Linked DNA regions of Sus scrofa: regions 2, 3 and 4 are each linked to region 1. The links are chromatin contacts, called in public Hi-C and HiChIP or PLAC-seq maps. All regions are on one chromosome and are shown on one strand. The core of a region is the stretch at or near the end of the contact, and the rest is flanking DNA. Distances in the headings are between cores, read along the strand shown. Region 1 holds the start of SYS1 (protein SYS1 homolog). Region 2 holds the start of ZNF335 (zinc finger protein 335). Region 3 holds the start of SNX21 (sorting nexin-21). Region 4 overlaps WFDC3 (WAP four-disulfide core domain protein 3).

The links. A called contact is a pair of places that touch in the nucleus more often than the background predicts. HiChIP or PLAC-seq counts read pairs in DNA pulled down with a chosen protein or histone mark.
Region 2: a contact with region 1 is called in an H3K27ac HiChIP or PLAC-seq map of alveolar macrophages. The contact joins the promoter of ZNF335 here to the promoter of SYS1 in region 1. A contact is called at or near these places in 1 of 5 promoter capture datasets (liver) and 1 of 2 datasets of contacts at active chromatin or transcription factors (alveolar macrophages).
Region 3: a Hi-C map of liver shows a contact between it and region 1, with 4 times the contacts expected there. The contact joins the promoter of SNX21 here to the promoter of SYS1 in region 1. A contact is called at or near these places in 1 of 5 promoter capture datasets (fetal liver), 4 of 47 Hi-C or Micro-C datasets (embryonic fibroblasts, heart right ventricle, liver and 1 more) and 1 of 2 datasets of contacts at active chromatin or transcription factors (alveolar macrophages).
Region 4: a contact with region 1 is called in an H3K27ac HiChIP or PLAC-seq map of alveolar macrophages. The contact joins the enhancer-like site here to the promoter of SYS1 in region 1. A contact is called at or near these places in 2 of 5 promoter capture datasets (fetal skeletal muscle and liver), 8 of 47 Hi-C or Micro-C datasets (brain, embryonic fibroblasts, fetal skeletal muscle and 4 more) and 2 of 2 datasets of contacts at active chromatin or transcription factors (alveolar macrophages and skeletal muscle).

Annotation. Positions count from the first base shown.
Region 1 is chr17:47,684,580-47,687,598 of Sscrofa11.1, reverse strand. It overlaps SYS1 (protein SYS1 homolog), which reads right to left and starts at 1,415. Exons shown (of 4, transcript XM_005672967.3): 1 at 1,215-1,415; 2 at 752-996. The coding sequence starts at 913. DBNDD2 (dysbindin (dystrobrevin binding protein 1) domain containing 2) reads right to left here and starts at 1,379. Exons shown (of 6, transcript NM_001243672.1): 1 at 1,215-1,379; 2 at 752-996.
Region 2 is chr17:48,151,810-48,154,828 of Sscrofa11.1, reverse strand. ZNF335 (zinc finger protein 335) reads left to right here and starts at 1,578. Exons shown (of 27, transcript XM_021077367.1): 1 at 1,578-1,719; 2 at 2,399-2,649. The coding sequence starts at 2,449.
Region 3 is chr17:48,032,120-48,035,138 of Sscrofa11.1, reverse strand. SNX21 (sorting nexin-21) reads right to left here and starts at 1,531. Exons shown (of 3, transcript XM_013985408.2): 1 at 962-1,531; 2 at 356-534. The coding sequence starts at 1,223.
Region 4 is chr17:47,981,776-47,984,794 of Sscrofa11.1, reverse strand. The region is part of intron 1 of WFDC3 (WAP four-disulfide core domain protein 3); the gene reads left to right. Among named protein-coding and RNA genes, the nearest start is that of DNTTIP1, 11 kb to the left of the region's middle. Within about 2 kb of position 1,399, at least 15 of the 83 cell types and tissues checked have an H3K27ac peak or open chromatin away from gene starts, as enhancers often do. A contact at or near this core is called in alveolar macrophages, omental adipose tissue and retroperitoneal adipose tissue, where this site is marked.

The DNA of each region.
Region 1 (3,019 bases), core at 166-2,665:
CAATGCCGGATCCTTAGTCCACTGAGCAAGGCCAGGGATCAAACCTGCATCCTCGTAGATACTAGCTGGGTTCGTAACCCACAACGGGAACTCCCTAAAGCACCCTCTGGGCCTCAAAACATTTTGTTGAGGATTACTGTAGTCCAAAGAGGAAATAAGTTTAGAAAGGTGAAATAACTTGCCCAAGTCCCACAGTTAGAATGCTGGGGTCTAGACTGGACCCTAAGCTTTTCTGAATCCAAAGTACAGGCTCTCTGCAGTCTGCCACCTTTCTGATACTGATTTTATGATTTTGCAGACAGGAAAACTGAAGTTCAGAGAGGTGAGGATACTTTCCCAAGGTCACATGGCTAATACATGGGAGTTAAACAGAGTCCTGACTCCAAAGCCCAGGTAGTTCCCACTCTACCTCCGTGAATGATCTTTTATCCATTCCTCCCTCCCCAGTTTGATACCTGGAAATCTAGGGCTCAGAGAAGTGAAGTCACTTTCTCAGTGTCAGCAAGGAGATGTATCAGACTGCCTGGAACGCAGGTCTGTTTATTCTAACACCCAGGGCCTTTCCTTTGTACCAGTCTGCCTTCCCGTTATGAGTCATTCCATTTTACGGATGGGGCAGCCGAGGTTCGGAAAGTGATATCCCTTTCCCAGAGCCACAAAGTGAGAAGGTAGCCCAGTGAGGTCTACAGCCATTAGTGACAGACCACCTCGTGAAGCCGAGACCCCGCCCGCGTCGGCCCAGGGACCCTACCTCGGCGTCGAACATCTGGTCCAGCGAGGGGCTGCTGCGCACCAGCCCGTCCACCAGCGCCAGCCACAGGCCTAGCGAGCCGTAATAGACAGTCTGCATGAGGACGATCTGTGACAGGATCAGCAACGGGTCCCACACGTAGCTGCGGAACTGGCCCGCCATGCCGGCTCGCGGGGCACTGCTGCCGCCCGGGCCTGGGTCAGCGCCGCCGCCGCCGCGCCATGGGCCCCGGGCAGCCCCGGCACCTGCGAGGACACACACACGCCGGGCCTCAGCCAGCCGGCCGTCACCATGGCAACATCGCCCCGCCCAGGAGGAGGGGCTGGGACGGAGGGGGCGAGCCCATTCCCGGAATGGGGGGGAGGGCAGGACGGACAGACCCATTACCGAACTGAGGGGAAGTCCTGCCCGTTACGGCTGCTCGAGCCCCGCCCGTCCTCGAGCTTCTCTGAAGTTCACTCACCAGTGTCGGACTCGAGAATCAAAGCGTCCGAGTGCGGCCCAGTCTCACCGGCTGGCCCCCGAAGCAGTGCTGACAGGCAGAACCATGGAGAAGAGTCCCTACAGGCCTAGAGAGGCAAAGCTCCAGCGGCGGCCGAGGCAGCAGCGGATACGTAGGAAGGAAGCGTTTCCGGGAACAGCGTAGGGGGCGGGGCTGAGATTGCGCAGGCGTAGGGGTGCAGTCTTCGGCGGAGCCCCCTAAAGCAGGGGTGGGGGCGGGTTTTAGGGCGGCCCCGAACCGAAGTATGCACATGCGCACAATAAAGAATGAAGGCGAACGGAAGTGAGGCGTGAGCGCGGTGGAGCTTGCGTGCCCTCTAGAGGGGGATCTTGGGGAAAGTAGGGTAGCTGGGGTGGAAGATAGAGGGGTGGCCGTGGGCGAGGGAAAGTCTGGGAATTAAGGGATTGATTACGTCGACTCTGTTTTCAACCTAGATTCCCAGCGTTTTCTTTCGCCTAAAGTCCGGGGTGACTTAAAATGAACCTGCCAGCAATTCCACACATGATTTCGCCCCTGTTTCCTTAGATAAAACTAAGGGTCAGAGAAGGAAAGCAACATACTGTCTCAAAGACAGTGGCAATCAAAATTAGAATTCAGCTGTGCCCAACACCACAGCATTGATTTCGGGCCTATAGAGTGGTTAGGAAGATTTGGACACTTTCAAATGAAACAGCTCTGCTCTCAGACAAACTCACTGTGTTAGAAGGCAAAGTACTGGGTGTTTTATAATGTATCCATTTATATTTATATATCCATATGTATTTATTAAGGGGGAGGAAGCAGAGGTTCTGAATTCATACCTAGAAGCATATCCACATTCTGCCTGCCACCCTGACTGTGAGCATGTCTTGCTCACCATGACTTCTCTTCTGAGTCTAAATAGTGTGGACAGTCAGTAAATATTTGCTGAATGAGTCAAGAATAGAGAAAGGGCAACAGCAAATTGATGAATCATTTCATTCCTGCCTCAGCGGACCAAAACCCCTCAATTTCATTGATCCTAGGTTTTCCTTTTCCGGAATGGAAAGAAGGGAAGTAACTGGTTCCAGGAAAAAAAAAAATCCAGGTTTTAGAGCCTGCTGTACTAGTTGTGTGACTAGTACACTTCCTTCTTTAAACCTCAGCTTCCCTGTTTCTGAAACGTAAAGTTAGACAAGATTAATGTTTTACATCATTTAATCTACTCTCCTTTAATTACTTCCCAGTTAAAACAACTTTATCAAAGACCCATGTCACTTGCACATCAGAATTTCTGAACAGCATGTGATAAGCATGATAGCACCTTGAGCTGATACAATTTCAGACAAAAGTAAAGAACCTTGATACTCTATCAAGAGTAAGTCAGGATTCCCATCATGGCTCAGCAGTGACAAATCCGACTACTAGCCATGAGGACACAAGCTTGGTCCTTGGCCTTGCTGAATGGGTTAAGGAGCCAGGGGCATTGCCACAAGCTGAGGCGTAGGTCACAGACATGGCTCTGATCTGGCGTTGCTGTGGCTGTGGTGTAGGCCAGCAGCTACAGGTCCAGTTTGACTCCCAGCCTGGGAACTTCCATATGCCGCAGGTGCGGCCCTTAAAAAAAAAAAAAAAAGAGGATGTGATTTCGCTTATTATTTGGAAATGTTGTAAACAGTTCCCTTGGACTCCAGTTTGCAAGTCATTAAAGCCCAAAGACATGAGGTGCTTTCCAGCTCAACTGTTCTTTTAGGCCCCTCAGTTGAGCTCAGCAAATCTCTCTGGTTCATGGATGACTCAGATGATTT
Region 2 (3,019 bases), core at 329-2,828, 470 kb before region 1:
CATTTTTCTCAACGGTCCACTTGAACGTCCTTCTGACCCGGAGCTCCTTCACTGCTTCTAGAAGTCTCCCCATCAAAGCTGAGGCCAGAACTACAAACTACATATTCTGGTGGGAAGAACCCTGGAACAGCAGTCAACAAACCAGGTTGGCTTGCTTGCCTTTGTAATGGAAGAACTGCGATATTTGTTTCAAGGCATTAAGACCTTAGGCCATGAGCTTTCACTCTCTGGTCTTGAGCTCCTTGATGAGGCGGTTATTTTCTATATCATGACATTCTGCAACCTTATGATTTGGTGGCAAAGGCCAAGGTTAGGACTGTGCCTTCGTTGGGTTGGGAATGGAATAGGTGCTGTGGAGGTACTCCTCAGTACCCGGATGTCCTTGAGGGAGGTCGCTTGGCAGGATACATCCCAGTGGCGTGGAATGGGGATTGGAGGTGGCTCTGTAGGACTGAGGAATCAGATTGGAAAAACTGCCTAGTGGGGAGCAAACCAACCTGCTATCATGCCCTTGTTTATCCAGCTCTCTAGGGCTGCTCTGGGAGCCTGGAACTGCTGAATGGGGGGTAGTGGTTGCGAGTGGGCAGAGCCAATCCAGAGGCCTCATGCTGTCTTCCTCCTACCAAAACCTGCTCCTAGGAAAAGACCAGGGAAACCCCCTCATACTCAGTACAACAAACCATAATAGCTGAAACACCCTGTCTTTTTAAGCAGGTTTTCTTTGCAGGGGTTTAGATTTCTCCCACCGCCCCCTTCCCCATTTGTATTTTTCAATTGATGAAAACAACTTATGCAACAAGACTCTGGGACAAACCGGAGAACCAGTCTCCTGAGCAAAATGCGAAAAAGGCTTAAACAGAGGGTACTGCCAAAGGTGGCATTTCAAGCATCAGAAGGGGAAAGTCGTACCTTTCTGAAAAGCTGCAGACTTCTAAATACATCTACATATATTGAGCAGAGAAGGGCTGTGGAGGTAGCTTGACCTCCATCTCTATTATGTAACAAATCTGTGTCCAAAGCTCAAGAAGGGCCAGGCACTCACTCATCTCCATTTCTCCAACTCTGGCCATTCGGGTTTGCATTCAGAATCCCTATACTTGATGTGACTTTGGACCAGCCACCTCCCATCTCGGGGCCTCAGTTTCCCCATTTGTAAAACCAGGATTATACGCTCCCCTCCTCCCAGGACACGTCAAACCTAATCGGGAAAGATTTGATTGGGTACGATGAGAATGCAAAGTAATTGGTTAAAAGCCAGGCGAAAGGACGCATAACAGATACCTCCCTCCCGCCAAGCCAGTCGCACTCCATTCGGACTGTTCCGGGAAGGGCGTGGACAGGCCACTGGGAGTCACGCCCCCGGAAGTGGGGCCAGCCTTAGCCGCGCCCAGCCCTGCGGCCCAAGGAAGGGACCCAGGGATGACGTCACACAACTCCTAGGTATTCATCCGCCGCGAGAGAAAGTAGTCCCCAAACCATAGCTGACTCCACCACCGGTACTAAGCGCTATAAAAAATTCTACATTCTCTTAGGGCTCTAGTATACTTTTGAGGCCTCGGAACCACCTTCCAGCACACTGGAAGCCTGTCTTTCTCCGGGCCGGCGTAGGAAGTAGTTCCGGCCTGCAATACACCGATGGGTCCCTCCGCAACGGGGGAAAGAGGATGGCGACCTCGTCGATGCCGGAGTCGGGGAGGAACGCGGTTACGGAAGCGTCAGGTGAGCGTCGGGTAGAGTCAGGTCGCCCCACTGCACCCTTCCGTGAAGTGAGGCCACAATGCGGGGATACCCGGCAGCGAGGTGCCGAGCCCGGCGGGGCTGTCCGAACAGGGCCCCGGGGTCCCAGGCCCTTTAGTTGCTCTCGGACTTGCCTGAGCGGAAACTCGGCGCCACCACAAGATGGCGTCGGGCCTGGAGCGCAGGCAGCGCCGGGGACAGCCCCGAGTCTCCAGGCCCCGGGACCGTCGCTGTCAGCCCCCTCCGCACGCGAACCAGGGGAGGGGGGGAGCAAGCTGCTGACCCAGGGGGCCTGCGGGCTGTACCACCGACCCTTCCCCCGGGGGGACTTGGGGGACCAAAGGGCTGAACCACTGAGCCTGATCGGGCCCCGTAGAGTGAACCACTCTGCTGGAATCATGGAGGGGAGGAGAAAAGGGTCAAGATTACCCGCCATTGACGACCCTCCCGGGGATGGGGAAGGAGCCCGAGACGGGGAAGCAAGGCTTCCTGGTTCTGTTTTCCCGAAGCTCCCCTCGCGGTACACTAGAAAGCCCCGCCCCGCCGGCTACTCGGTCTCTGCATCTGCGAAATGGGCGCATGGGTGCAGCTGGGTGGGCCGCGATGGCCGGGGCCGAGGAGGAGGCCCACCTGTTCCAGCCCCCGTCACCGCTTCTCGCAGAGTGAAGGCCCCAGATCCTGCGCCCTCCTGTCAGGCCTCCCCCGGAACCAATGGAAGAGAACGAGGTGGAGAGCAGTAGCGACGCGGCCCCTGGGCCTGGCCAGCCCGAAGAGCCCTCTGAGAGCGGCTTGGGTGTGGGCACCTCGGAAGCCGTGTCGGCCGACAGCAGCGACGCGGCGGCCGCCCCGGGGCCGGCGGAGGCCGACGACTCCCGCGTGGGTCAGAGCTCGGACCGCGGTAGCAGCTCTCTGGTATGGCCGGCGTTGGGGGGAGGCAGCAGCTTCCAAGGGGAAGCCAGCAAGGCTTGCTTATAACCAATATTTGTTTATGGTTTGTTGTGAGCCAGACACCGTGCCAAGCCCCTGGCTTGAATTTTCTCTTTTGGCTCTCATACCTTGTAAGGCATATATCAGTCTTTCCCACATCTCACAGAGAAAGAAACTGAGGCACAGAGCCAGGATTCAGATCTAGACTGCGGGCTGAGCTCCTGCACTACCCACTCTCCTCACTCTTAGAGATGCAGGTGAAACCTAGTTCAAGTCTTGGCTCTACCTCTGATTCACTGGGAGACCTCTTTGAGCCTCAGTTTTCTTCCTGTAAAACGGAGCAGAAATGCCTGCT
Region 3 (3,019 bases), core at 282-2,781, 350 kb before region 1:
TGAATCAAGGTAGGATCCAAAATCCACTTTTCTAACCACTAAACAACGCAACTCGGGTTCTCAAGCCTAACTCAGGTAATATTCTTCCTTGTGTATGTTGCATCTTGCTACAATTTTCAAAACCCTGGGGGCAGGGACACACACACCAGGTCTTAGTCTCAAACCCCAGGATAGGATGGGTCCATAATCTCTTGCTCGGGTTTCATCCCCTTTCTGACCTCAGTTTCCCCATCTGTACAATGGAGCTGCCATTTATAACTTCGCAGCCCCCCAGGAAGCTGGAGCTTTCCCTACTTTCTCTTAGCCAGATTTCTAGACTCATACATAGCCCAGGAATTCCTGGGCCCTCACTCACCACGTACTTGGAGGGTGGGTCTTTGACCACGTTGGCGCTGGTCACCTCAAAGAGGAGCCGCTGGGGTACCAGGGTGTTCCGGGACTTCTTCCAAAAATCTTGCAACTGCCGTGTCAGGAGCTGACTGCCTCGCTGCCCATCAGGTGGGGGACTCCGGTCTGCATGAGAACAGGATGGGCCTGGGGGCAGGTTCGACAGAAGTTACTGTGTGGTGACCTCACTCATTCCCCCAACAAATGACAAAGGCTTTACCCCCATTTGACATACACAGAAATGGAGGGCCAGAGAGGGGCCCGGGGCCAAACACCTGCCCGACAGACAGCAGGCGTTAAATATCTCCACCCCCAAACATCGCTGGCACATTTGCATCCGAGACCCCGTACATTTCATTCCCTTAACAACCCTGAGATGGAAGTGACTTCTTCGATTTGACAAAAGGGAACTCTGCTCAGAGAGGTGGTGTGCCTCTCTGAAGGTCACACAGCCAAGAGGCGGCTGGGGCACTTAAACAACTGTCTGAGTTTCGGCTGGATCAACTCGGGAACGCGGCTGGGGTGGAGGCCTAATCGAGCCCCAGTGTCCCCGCCTCCATCCTCCCGCACTTGCCTGTGTCTTCTCCCGCCGCCCGGTCCCCGGAGGCCAGCGGGTCGGAGCCGGCCTCCTCGTCGTCCTCTTCGTCCTCGTCCTCGTCGTCCTCGGCGCTGGTGAAGCTCAGGGTGCCGCTGAGGCGGGACGACAGGCCCTCAGCGTCGTCGTCCTCCAGTTCCGAGCTCTCAGGGAACTGCTCGGCCTCGGGGCCGGCCGCCCCCTCCCCGGGGCCGTCGCCGGCCAGGGCGTGCCGCAGCCGGTGCAGGAGCCTCGAGGCCATGGCACCCCGGGGGGAGCGCGCGACTCTGGGTCCCGGGCCGGGAGGCTGACCCCGGCCCCGGCGCAGGGAGGAGGGGGGCGGGGCCCAGATCGGGGAGGGAGGGGCGCCGCGGAGGCCCCGCCCCTGCCCGTGGGGGTCTCGCGACTCACCCGGCGCCTGTTTCGCCCCCTTGCGAGTCTCTGCCTCCTGCGCCCCGCGGTGCACTGTGGGGTGTCCCGCTCCCCTGGGTCCCCCTGCAACCCCGGGTGGCTGCCCAAGGCCAACCGAGGCCAGCCCGGCTCCGCCGGGCTCGGGCCGCTCAGAGCGCCGCTCCGGCCCCTTCCTGCCGCCGCCCCGCCTCCGGCCCCGCCCGCCTTCCGAGCCGCCCGGGAATCCCGGGCCCTTCGCTGCAGGAGGGATTTGGGAATCCTGGGTAGGCCTGGGCGGGCCCAGGCCTCCAGGCGGAGCGTCCCCAGTCCGGAGGGACCCACACCCTCCTTGAATCCTTCCACCCCTCGGGGAGCCCCACGCTGGCCGCCTGCCTATCCTCCAATTTCCACTCAGCTAACTTTCCAAAGTCATTACACAGCAGTAGGAAGCCCATCTCTCCTGTGAGGAAACCGAGGCCTAGAGAAGCCACCCGATCTCCGAAGGAATCTGACCCCTGACCTCGCTGAGCCTAGGTTTTCTCATATGTAAAACACAAACAATCACTACCAGAATGAATTTTGCAGCTCTTGTGTGGACCCAGGGTCTGGCACAGAGCAGGGACTCTAATCAGTTACACAACGACTATTGTTTCTGCGTGTTCACGTGCTTTTATTATCTTATTTGAAGTAGACCAAAGGGGAAACTGAGACTCAGAGAGGCTGAGTTACTTGCCTTAAGTCACACAGCTTGCCAGGGGTTTCTGAGTGTGGGGCCTTGCAGCCCAGGTCTCCTGAGTTCCATGTCTTGTTCTGTTCTGGTGCTGCAAGCCCAGTCATTTCAGCAACTACTTTAGGGAGCTGGGTTTTTATCTTTTATCCAGAGGGCAGCAGCAGGTCAAAAATTTATTGTTGTTTCCTGTCAAAAGGCCTAGCAGGGCAGATATTGCTAGTTATACAATCAAACAGGTAAGGAGTTCCCATCGTGGCACAGTGGAAACCTGACTAGGAACCATGAGGTTTCGGGTTCTCTCCCTGGCCTTGCTCAGTGGGTTAAGGATCCGGTGTTGCTGTGAGCTGTGGTGTAGGTCACAGACGCAGTTTGGATCTGGCATTGCTGTGGCTGTGGTGTAGGCCAGCAGCTGTAGCTCCAATTAGACCTCTAGCCTGGGAACCTCCACATGCTGCGGGTATGGCCCTGAAAAGACAAAACGAACAAACAAACAAAACAGGTAAAATCTCTCTGATGGTAGCTTCTACCTTTTTTCATTGGCTTGGGAGAGAGGGGTGGAGGAATAGCTTTGAATGGAACACACCCTGAAGGGGTAAGGCTCTCCTGTGTTTTTTTGGATTTTTACAGTCACACCTGCAGCATATGGAAGTCACTGGCTAGGGGTCGAATCAGAGCTGCAGCTGGAGCCACTGCAGCACCTGATCCAAGCTGCATCTCCGAGCTATGCCACAGACAGCTTGGGGCAATGCTGGTTCCTTAACCCGCTGAGCCAGGCCAGGGATTGCCCCTGCATCCTCACAGAAACAGTGTCAGGTCTTTGATCCGCTGGGCCACAAAGGGAATGTCAAAGGGCTCTCATTTCTTAAGGTTCCACTGTGTCCTCCGTCTGGGTCGAGGCACTTTACATGAGGTCACATCTCACCCTCACAACATCCTGG
Region 4 (3,019 bases), core at 150-2,649, 300 kb before region 1:
GGGAGGGGCTTTCCTTCCAGCCACTCCTCCCCAGGTCACAGGCCCTTTCCCCTCTGTCTGTGGCTGGCTTCGGCAGCTCCCTTGGGCAGCCTGCCCATAACGGAGAATAGAGGGCTGTCCTCCTTGCCAGGACTCTTGAGGTCCAACTCTGGAACCAGAGCCTGGCAATCTGTCTCACGCGATTACTCACTGTCAGCTCGTGGGGCCTGGCACAATCTTCCCAGTGTTTGAAGGTGATGGCTGAATGGCCTTGGGGCTGAGGGTGAGGCTGGCACTCAGGCCAGGCACCTCTGTGAGCTGTTCTGGGCCCTGGCCAGCCAGCCCAGGCAGGGCTTCCTCTTTCCTTTGAGCCAGGCAGGCTAGAACAGGGACCTCCCTGAGATCTCCTGGAGCCCCCTGGTCCAGAGGGTTCCTAATCTGGTGGGAAGTGATATTGGCTGCTGGGTTATTAGTTAATTACTTTTCTCTGGCTCCAGTCCTGGGGAGGAGGGCTGGGCCACTCACCCAGCAGGACTGGCTGCTCTTCTCCTTCCGGCTCTGAACACTTTCTGCTTTCTTTTAGCCCTGATTTGCCAGAGCTTTACTGAGGCCTGTGCTGTCTGTTTGATAAGTAAGGTGGACAGTTGGCATGGTGCCTGAGGGCACAGGGCACATCCTGGGACCTGCTCCCCTGAGGCAGTTCTGGTCTTAGCGTGGGTGGGTCTGAATCCTGGCTCCTCTGCTCTCTTACTATGTGGCCTTGGGCAAGGGTTTTCTGTCTTTTTTTTTTTTTTTTTTTTTTGGTCTTTTTAGGGCTGCACCCACAGCATATGGAAGTTCCCAGGTTAGGGGTCTAATTGGAGCTACAGCTGCTGGCCTACGCCACAGCAACACAGGATCCGAGCTGCATCTGCGATCTACACCACAGCTCACTGCAATGCCAGATCCCTGACCCGCTGAGTGAGGCCAGGGATCAAACCTGCATCCTCATGGATACTAGCCAGGTTCTTAACCTACTGAGCCACAGTGGGAGCTCCTGGGCAAGTTTTTTTCATCTCTCTGAACCTCACTTTTATCATCCTTAAAATGGAGATAAGGATATTTATCTCCTAGGGTGGTAACACAGTGTCCGTCCATTTGGGCTGGTGTAACAGAGTACCATGGACTAGGTGGCTTCTAAACAACAGTAATTTCTTTTTTCAGACAAAAACAAAAACAAAAACAAAACAAACAAACAAAAACAAAAAACAAAACCCAAAAAGAGCACTCTGCTGATGTGTGAAGAATGGACAGGGGAGGGCAGTAGATGACAGGCCAGTTAAGGGGCCCTGGTGGCAGGCAGGGCTGGGACCAGGGTAGGGCAGTGACAGAGCAGATGTGGAAAAGTGGCAGACGTGTAGCACTTTTGAAGGTGGAGCTGACTGGACTGGGGAAAGAAGTTAGCAGAAGTGGGTGCTGAGGAAGAGGAAGTGTTAAGAAGGGTGCTGGGTGAGAGCGGTCCTCTGTACAGAGCAGGGGACAACTCTGAGAGAGGGAGGATCTGGAGTGAAGATCCAGACCATGGCCTAAGACTTGTCCCCTTTGGCTTCCGCATGGCCCCCTCCCATTGTGTGGAAGTTGACTCTCCTTCATCCCCCGGGCCCCCGTGTTTTGCTTCTTACAGTGTGGGCATTATGTCCTTTGTATGGACTGATGGTCTGGGCTCCCTGTGTGTGGGGGGTCGCCTTTTCCTGAAACCTCACTGCTGGTTGTACAGCAGAGTTACCACAGCAGGCCTGAGATTGATCTCAGAAAGGCCTGCTCACAACATCACCTTGGCTGGCTTCTGGGCATTTGGATTTTGAGAAGGTTCCTACCACCCTAACCAATAAGAGTGGTACGTGCCAGGCAGAGAGTGTCCATGTGACCAGTCCCCAGGAAGAACCTGGAGTCACTAATGAGCTTCCCTGGTACAGGGCACTCGGCACGTGTTGTCACAGCTCCGTGCTGGAGGGACAAAGTGCATCCTGGGAGACTCCCCTGGGAGACGGCTCTTGGAAGCTTGTGCCTGATTCCTTTGGACTTTGCCTCATGGACCTCTTCCCTCTGATGATTGTGCTTTGTGAATTTTTTTTTTTTTTTTCTGCTCCTTGGCATATGGAGGTCAAGGGCAGCCAGGGATGACTTCCGAGCCTCAGTTGCAACCTACCCCGGGGAATTGAATCCTCATCCTGGTGCTGCAGAGACGCCGCCAATTCCATTGTGCCACAGCGGGAATTCCTGCTTTGTGTTTGGGGGCTGTAATAAATCATGGCCATGCGTACAACTGTGTGCCAAGCTCTGTGAGTCCTAGTGAATGCCCGAACCTAGGAGTTGTCCTGGGGGCTCTGGACACACTGGTTTATAAGTTTCCCCAACCTCTTAAACAGTCAACCACGATCTTCTTTTGTGGCAGAATTGAGCTGAATGTCACCGTTGATTTGTCTTTGATCCTTGTGGGAACGGAGGGGATCATAACGATGTGGGTTAAAGGGCACTAGACTGGGAGTTCCCGCTGTGGCCAGTATCCAGAGCACGTGGGTTTGATACCTGGCCTTGCTCAGTGGGTTAAGGATCCCGCGTTGCCAAGAGCTGTGGTGTAGGTCGAAGACGAGGCTTGGATCCCATGTTGCTGTGGCTGTGGCTTAGGTTTGACCCAATTCTGTGACCAGTCCCTCCTATTTCTACATGTCTGTCTGTCTATTTACAAGAGAAGGGAAGTGGGTTTGAGGGCTCAGAAGGACCTTCTTGGCCTAAAAAGTTTTGAAATTTCACATTTCTGCCATGTCCTTCCCTAGCGGAAGTTTGGAACTGGGGCAACGGTAAAGACAAAGTGTGAGGAGTTCCTAGGCTTCAGCTTCTTGTTCTACTTTATTCTTTTCTTTTCTTTTTATGGCCGTGCTTGCAGGATATGGAAGTTCCCAAGTCTGGGATCAAATCGGAGCTGGAGCTGCTGGCCTGCGCCACAGCCACAGCAACACGGATCTTTAACCCACTGAGTGAGGCCAGGGATCAAACACCC